2 separate regions of the Oryctolagus cuniculus genome follow, and region 2 is linked to region 1. A link is a contact called in public Hi-C data. All regions are on one chromosome and are shown on one strand. Each heading gives the region's core, a stretch centred on a gene start, on an enhancer-like site or on the middle of the called end of the contact. The rest is flanking DNA. Distances are from core to core; before and after follow the strand shown.

Region 1 (3,382 bases), core at 251-2,750:
GTTTTCACGGAGTCACTTTGCCCCGCAGTGGAGCGCCGCCGCCGAGACAAGATCAACAATTGGATTGTGCAGCTGTCTAAGATCATCCCAGACTGCTCCATGGAGAGCACCAAGTCTGGCCAGGTCATGGCAAGGCCCTGGTGGTGGGCAGGCCGCCTGAATTCTGTCTCCTGGTATCGTTTCCAGAAATGGTGGAGAGAGGGACACAGCGTGGCAGTGGTCTTCCCTTCCCTCTCTCCGAGGGTCCTGTGCCTCTGGGAGGTGTCACGGTGCCATCCTTAGGGGACAGTGAGGTCCGAAGCGTGAGCATGCTTTTGGACAGGCCAGATGTCTTCAAGGCTAGACCTCATTTGGTCGGCTTTGTCTTGCAGAGTAAAGGTGGAATCCTGTCCAAAGCTTGTGATTACATCCAGGAGCTTCGGCAGAGTAACCACCGGTTGTCTGAGGAGCTGCAGGGGCTCGACCAGCTGCAGCTGGACAACGATGTGCTTCGACAGCAGGTCCGACGCCCCCCGGTCCCCCTCGCAGCCGCAGAGCTGGTTTCAGATTCTTTGTGGCATCATCCGTGGAGAGGGCCTCACCAGGGGACCCTCTGAATGGGTTCGGGGTGGGGGGGGGCTGGCAGTGTTCCCTTTGTTTAATCCGTTCCCCTTACTACCTGTTTCCTGTGTCAGGTGGAAGATCTTAAAAACAAGAACCTGCTGCTGCGGGCTCAGCTGCGGCACCACGGATTGGAAGTCGTCATCAAGAACGACAGCAACTAACCATGGGGATGTGGGGGCTTTGGGCCCGGGAACTGCAGCTAGCCCAGGAGCAACAGGCCAATCCCACGCCCCTTTCCTTCACTGCCCGCTTCCCGGCCTGGGCCTGGGGGGAGTTCAGAAGCCGTGTCTCTGAACTGAGGCCCTGCGCCATGGCAGACCGCAGTGGTGGGAAACACACAGTGTGGACCTGCCCTGACCGCCTTGCCCACCCCCTCGCCATCCAGCTCCCCGGGCCCTTGTGCTCCTCTTGCACAATGCATGTGCTGTCCCCACGCCGGAGACTGGACACATGGAGCCGGGGGGAGGAGGGCCTGCCCTGCGCTTGCCTAGAGTGCCCAGCAGAGGACCTGCTGACCGCGAGCTCTGGTTTGCCACGGGGCTCGGGCGCTTCCATTGGTCCCTTGCCTGGAGCTGAGGTTCAGCTTTGTACCCGGGGGCTCTGAGGAACAGGCTCAAGTAAGAAGTGGGGTTAGGATGCTCAGCAGTGGCTGCTGTCCCACAGAGGAGGCTAGCCAGCAAGCAGTACGGCCTATGCAGAAGTCTCTGGAGCCAGGGAGGACAGCAGGCAAGGCCCACTTAGGGCCTTCCCCTTCGTGGGGTGGTTTTTTTCCTTTTCTTTTTTTTTTTCCCTTTTTTTTTTTTTTTTTAAAGATAAAATTGTTCAGAGCCACAGTTGTCTTTTTCTCCTCCTTTTGTGGGCCCCAGGGCGGAAGGGAGGGCATTCCTGGCTTTTGGACCACGAAGGGCTGGGCCGGGTTTAGGGTGGGATGCTGCTTTTATGCTCATCACCTAGTGCCTCTACCGCTGCCAGACTAATGAGTCGTTTCCTGCCCACGCTGGGGACTCGCTAGGATATCCGGTGGACTGGTGGTAGGCACCACTAACAGGTGCTGCGGGGGCGGAGCGGGAGGCTCTCCCTCCGCTTCCGGTTCCGGTTGGCTCCTGGAGGGAGGGAGAGATGTTACCGGCACCGAGGGGGAGTGCCTTGGCCTTATTCCTGGGATTTGCAATCGCGGCGCGCACCATGGCTGGAGGTACCTGCAGGGTAGACCTGGGACCTCGCCCTGATAAGTGGCTGCGGGCGCGCGTGGAGGCCCCGTGGGTGGAAGTGGGGCAGCGGGGCTGAGGTGCCCCCCCGCCCCGCTCGCCTCAATGGATTGGCCCGCAGCCAGGGGAGGGGGCGCCGCGGCTGCTGTGCCTTGGGAACCCTCTTCCCTGAAGGCGCTCGTGCTCCCTTCCTCAGCACCCACGGTCTCGCTCCCCGAACTCCGATCACTCCTAGCCGCTGGTCGCGCCCGGCTCTTCGATGTGCGATCTCGGGAGGAAGCAGCAGCGGGGACGATCCCGGGGGCGCTCAACATCCCGGGTACAAGATGGAGAAGGGAGGTCCCCGTGTCAGACTAGGACAGCCGGGAAGGGCTCACCGAGGGGTAGGCGCAGCAATCGGGGTCCTGCGTTCCTTTAAGACAGCCCTCAGCCTCCCTAGCGAAGGGCTGGTTGGAGGCGGGTCCTGGCAGCCGAACTGGCCCATCCAGTTTGAGGGGATAGTAGGCAGTGAGGAGGGGGGTGGGCCAGCCTCTTTCTGCCCGCCCCCCCCCCCCTCCCGCGGGGAAGCGGCTCCGGTCAAAGGCTGTTTGGCTGACCCGAGCTAAGCTAAGCGCTGGGCTGCGGCTAGTCCCTTAGATGGGGCGGGGCAGGGTGGTATGGGAACGCTGTAGGTTGTTTTGGGGCCCCCTGGAGATTCGTTCCGCCACTGGGACTCCAGGCCCTGCTTCCGAAGCCCCCAGACTGCGGGCTCGGCATTGTGTCCTCTCCACCCCTGCCAGTGTCCGAGCTGGAAAGCGCCCTGCAGATGGAGCCGGCTGCTTTCCAGGCCAGGTACTCCGCTCAGAAGCCCACGCTGGAGGAGGAGAACCTCGTTTTCTTCTGTCAGATGGGCCGGCGGGGCTCCCAGGCCGCGCAGCTGGCCCGGAAGCTTGGATACACAGGGTATGGGACAGGCCTGCCTTGCTGTGGGGAAGGCCCTGGGGACCGCCTGCTGGGGCTGCCCTTCACCCCCTCCTTGTCTCCACAGGGCACGAAACTACGCTGGGGCCTATAGAGAATGGTTGGAGCAACAGGGTTAGGTTGGAGGTGGCTGCTCTAGCCAGGGCTGGTGAAGGGACTGACCCGCTGAGTTGGGCAGCACATGCAAGCCTGCAATAAAGAACATTTTCTGAAAGCATTGGAGCACTGAATTTGTCAGGTGGACCCGAGACGGTTCTAACGGTGGTCATCTAGTTCTTTGGACCTTGATCAGTGAAGTCCTGAATCATTTATCCTTCCAGCCCTCGCCTACCCCTCACCACCACCCCCCAAATTCTAGAAGTTCCCTGAGAGCGACTACAGTTCTAGAATTGTTTTCTGCCCAGGATGCACATCAGTATCATCTAGTATCTTGACCCAAAAAAAACGAACAAAAGCACAAAACAAAAAACTTGGGCTTTATTCCAGATTGATAACCTAGGGGGTGGAGCTTTGGGGTCATCAGGTGATTTTTTTTTTAAAGATTTTTAAATTTATTTGAAAGGCAGAGAGAGAGAGAGAGAGAGAGAGAGAGAGAGAGAGAATCTTCCATC
Region 2 (3,382 bases), core at 342-2,841, 39 kb after region 1:
CCAGGCACCTGACCTCGTGTTGTGTCTCACAGTGGAGCTGAATGTAGGGGGCATTGTGGCTGCTGTCCTGGTCACGCTGATTCTCCTTGGAGTCTTGATCGCAGGCATCTGGTTTGCCTATAGCCGAGGCTACTTTGACAGTGAGTTTGGCTCTCCTTTGTGTTGTCTCCATCCCAGGCATGGGTTCATGGGTGCTCTCCGAGCCCTGACCCTGACACTTTGTCCCTGGATATGGGTGTCTCCCCCCCTCCCCAGGAGCATGGGTCACCTGATCTAGCATGTATCAGATGCCCCGTGCTAGTCCCCTCATTGTGTGTGCCATGCTGTCTTGTACCCTGCTGACACTCAAGATCCCATTTTTTTTTTTTTCTCTTCTAGGAACAAAGAAAGGGTGAGTGACATGTTGTCCTGGGATTGTCGGAGGTGAAAACGTGGATGCATGTGGTTTGCAGCATGGGCCCAGGGGGATGGGCTGGAGAAGGAGACAGCCAGCCTCGGGGGAAGACCTTGGGATTTCTACCCCTGCTTGCTGTGACCCTGGCCTTGTCCTGTCTCCCTCTGTGCACACCTCTCTGCTGAGCACTTCTGTAAAGTTCTTGGTTCTGCCCTCTGAAGTTGGAGGGGAGGGGGTGGCTCTGCACCTGGGGACCTGAGTGTCTCCATCTTCCATCTTCATCTGCAGGACCTCCAGCAAGAAGGTGATCTACAGCCAGCCCACTGCTAGAAGTGACGTGAGTACACTGCCCTGGGGAAGGGGACCTCTGCACACACACGCACACCCCCACACACTCCCAGGGAGTGAGGGGGTTCCCAGCCTGTGTGTGCCTGTGTTTGGGGGATTGTAGGCTAAAGAAAACTAGAGAGAGTTGACTGGATGTTTTCTCTCCCCAGGGCGAATTCAAACAGACCTCGTCATTCCTGGTGTGACCCTGGTCTGGCTCCCGCCTGGTCCTGTGCTTGCCTTACTCCGGTGCTACTAGACTCTAGCCCCTGGTGTCTGTAGTTTTCACAGGCCCTCTACTAGCATCTCAGTTAGGATGTGTTTTTTAATGATGTCAGCTATGTGCCCCTTCTCCCTGTACACACTCTCTCTCAATCCTGCTGCTGCCGAGTGGCCTGGGATTGTAGAAAATTCGTATTCCTCAGCCTATGAGGGGTCAGACAGGAATCCCGGCTGTGCCTATTAACTCCCTTCTACGTAGACAGCCAGAGGGGTGGGGCTTCCTGAAACCCGCCATCGCTACCCAGCTGGGCCGCAGTGGCTTCTGAATCGGTTTCCCTCCCCATGGAGAGCCAGTGCCAGCCATTCTGGAGTGGGGGTCGGAGACTGGAGCGGCTGGAACCGTTGTTTGGTGATGACGTTAAATCTCCTCCATCTCTGGAGCCCACTGTTCTGTCTCCTCACCGGAAGTGCCACGGGGTCCTGTCCTCCGTCTGAACAAAAGCAGACTGGCGCTGTGTCCGTAGGAAAGCCGAAGCACAGTAAACCTTCAGGGGACACGGAGTGGAAAAGATTTAAAACCACAGCTCTGAAGAAAAGCTGGAGCTGGTAGCCCAGACCGTCACCCTTCCCTTGGCTGGAACAACTGGACAGAGCCCTCTGAGACTGTGTGTGTCTGTGGGGCCGTGTGTGGCAGCTGAGCCCGTGTGTGCGTGTGTGTGTGTGTGTGTGTGTGTGTGGTCTTAGCCAAATGCTGAAATTGGATGGATGTTGGGAGGTATCTTAGCTCTTTGGTGAGATTGCGTTTCTGTGCGTTTGTCTTAGCTGGATGTTGGAAATAAAAAGTTGACTTGTCGAAGGTTCTTTTTGTGGGAAGCTGGAGAAAGGAGATCTTTGAGGGTCCCTGAGCTCCTTTGTTCAAACAGGAAAATGCCTTCCCTGCAGCCGGGGGCTGGTTCCCAGGACCCTGTCCTGCCTCGCTTCCTGTTTCCTATCTCAAGGCAGAGCTGCTTCCTGGAGCACGCGTTCCAGAACCCTCTGTGACCAGGCCTTCTGCTCGGCCTGCTCAGCCAGGTGAGAGGAGAGGGTGCCCCCTCCCTCTTCCCGCCCAGCCAGGTGCATTAATGGACTTCTCTAGGGCTGCCGGCAGAGCTGCTTTGGGGCCGAGGCAGGGAGTTCCTCAGATCCTTTGGAGAACTTTAGTGTGAAGTAGTAACTGATGCTTTGTCTACTGGGATGGGGTTCAGGAGAGACTGAAGCCTCCTAAGCAAGGCAAGCCTGGCCATCATTGCTTTCTTCTTCCCATCTAGAACCTTCTCTGCCCCTAAATTTCTGTTTCCCCATCTTCTACAATCCCTCAATCTATTTATTATGTAGCAAGAGAGCAAAGAAAGGGTCCTGTTGACTATCTTTTATTTCTTTCTGTGGCACGTGAATGCCACTTTGTCATGTTCTAGCCCCATATCTGAAAATCCCTAACTCAAAGTTGAGTTTTCTATTATGGATTTAAAAAAAAAAAAAAAAAAAAAAAAAAGAGGGTTAAGGGTCATGTGTGTCCCAGTAACAAAAAATATTTCCAGAGGAAATAAGATCCAATTCACTAAGTAGAGATCGTGGTATGGTTCAGTAAGGATGAGATTTTTAAAGTATGCTTCAGTTGCGTATTGTGGTTGGAAGATGGGGTGGGGAGGAGCAGGTGATTCATGGCTCTGGTAAGCTATGGTTCCTCTCTCAGAGCCACTTGTCAAGAGTATGAGTCAGTTACGGCCAGCCTTGGAATTTACCTCTCCATCTTACGAGAGCCCTTTTGAGTTGGAAAACACCCTGTCTGCTTCATTTTAGAATGTCAAAACTACTTTTTTAATAAATGTTTATTTTTCACATTGAGTTCGTTTAAATCCTGAAGTTCTGTATAAAGAGAACTGGGACTCCCAGAGAGACTTGGATGTCCAAACTTTTCCTGGTAATCATATTATTAAGAGATTAGAGATATGCTTCCTCGCATGCTTCTGATAGTTACTTTTTTTTTTTTTTTTTAAGAGGGAGGGAGAGAGACCGTCCATCTGCTGGTTCACTCCCCGAATGGCTCAACTGCTGGGGCTAGGCCAGGCCAAAGCCAGGAGCCAGGAGCTTTTTCCAGGTCTCCCATAGGGGTGCAGGGACCCAAGTTCTTGGGCCATCTTCCACTGCTTTCCCAAGCACATTAGCAGGGAGCTGGATGGAAGTGGAACAGCCAGGACCCAAACAGGCACCCATAGGGGATGCTGGCACCAAGACTACAGCTTAACCTACACCACAGTGCTGGCCCCGATAGTTACTTTTTAATTTAGCTTTTCCATCAGTCTGTGCTAGAATGGGAATGATCCCCAAATTGCCATTCCCTACGTTAAAGGGAGACTTGAGGGATAAGAATGGGACAGGCTCATGGATATTCGTGTTTCA

The links. A called contact is a pair of places that touch in the nucleus more often than the background predicts.
Region 2: a contact with region 1 is called in a Hi-C map of liver, with 5 times the contacts expected there. The contact joins the enhancer-like site here to the promoter of TSTD1 in region 1. A contact is called at or near these places in 3 of 6 Hi-C or Micro-C datasets (ear pinna, liver and an unstated tissue).

What each region holds. Positions count from the first base shown.
Region 1 is chr7:37,757,745-37,761,126 of mOryCun1.1, forward strand. TSTD1 (thiosulfate sulfurtransferase like domain containing 1) reads left to right here and starts at 1,501. Exons shown (of 4, transcript XM_051858463.2): 1 at 1,501-1,634; 2 at 2,008-2,194; 3 at 2,591-2,753; 4 at 2,839-2,985. The coding sequence starts at 2,071. The coding sequence ends at 2,890. It overlaps USF1 (upstream transcription factor 1), which reads left to right. Exons shown (of 11, transcript NM_001082635.1): 9 at 29-123; 10 at 372-500; 11 at 675-829. The coding sequence ends at 764.
Region 2 is chr7:37,796,965-37,800,346 of mOryCun1.1, forward strand. F11R (F11 receptor) reads left to right here. Exons shown (of 10, transcript XM_070077463.1): 7 at 33-140; 8 at 379-391; 9 at 683-731; 10 at 892-1,795. The coding sequence ends at 927. Among named protein-coding and RNA genes, the nearest start is that of F11R, 25 kb to the left of the region's middle. Within about 2 kb of position 1,592, at least 2 of the 8 cell types and tissues checked have an H3K27ac peak or open chromatin away from gene starts, as enhancers often do.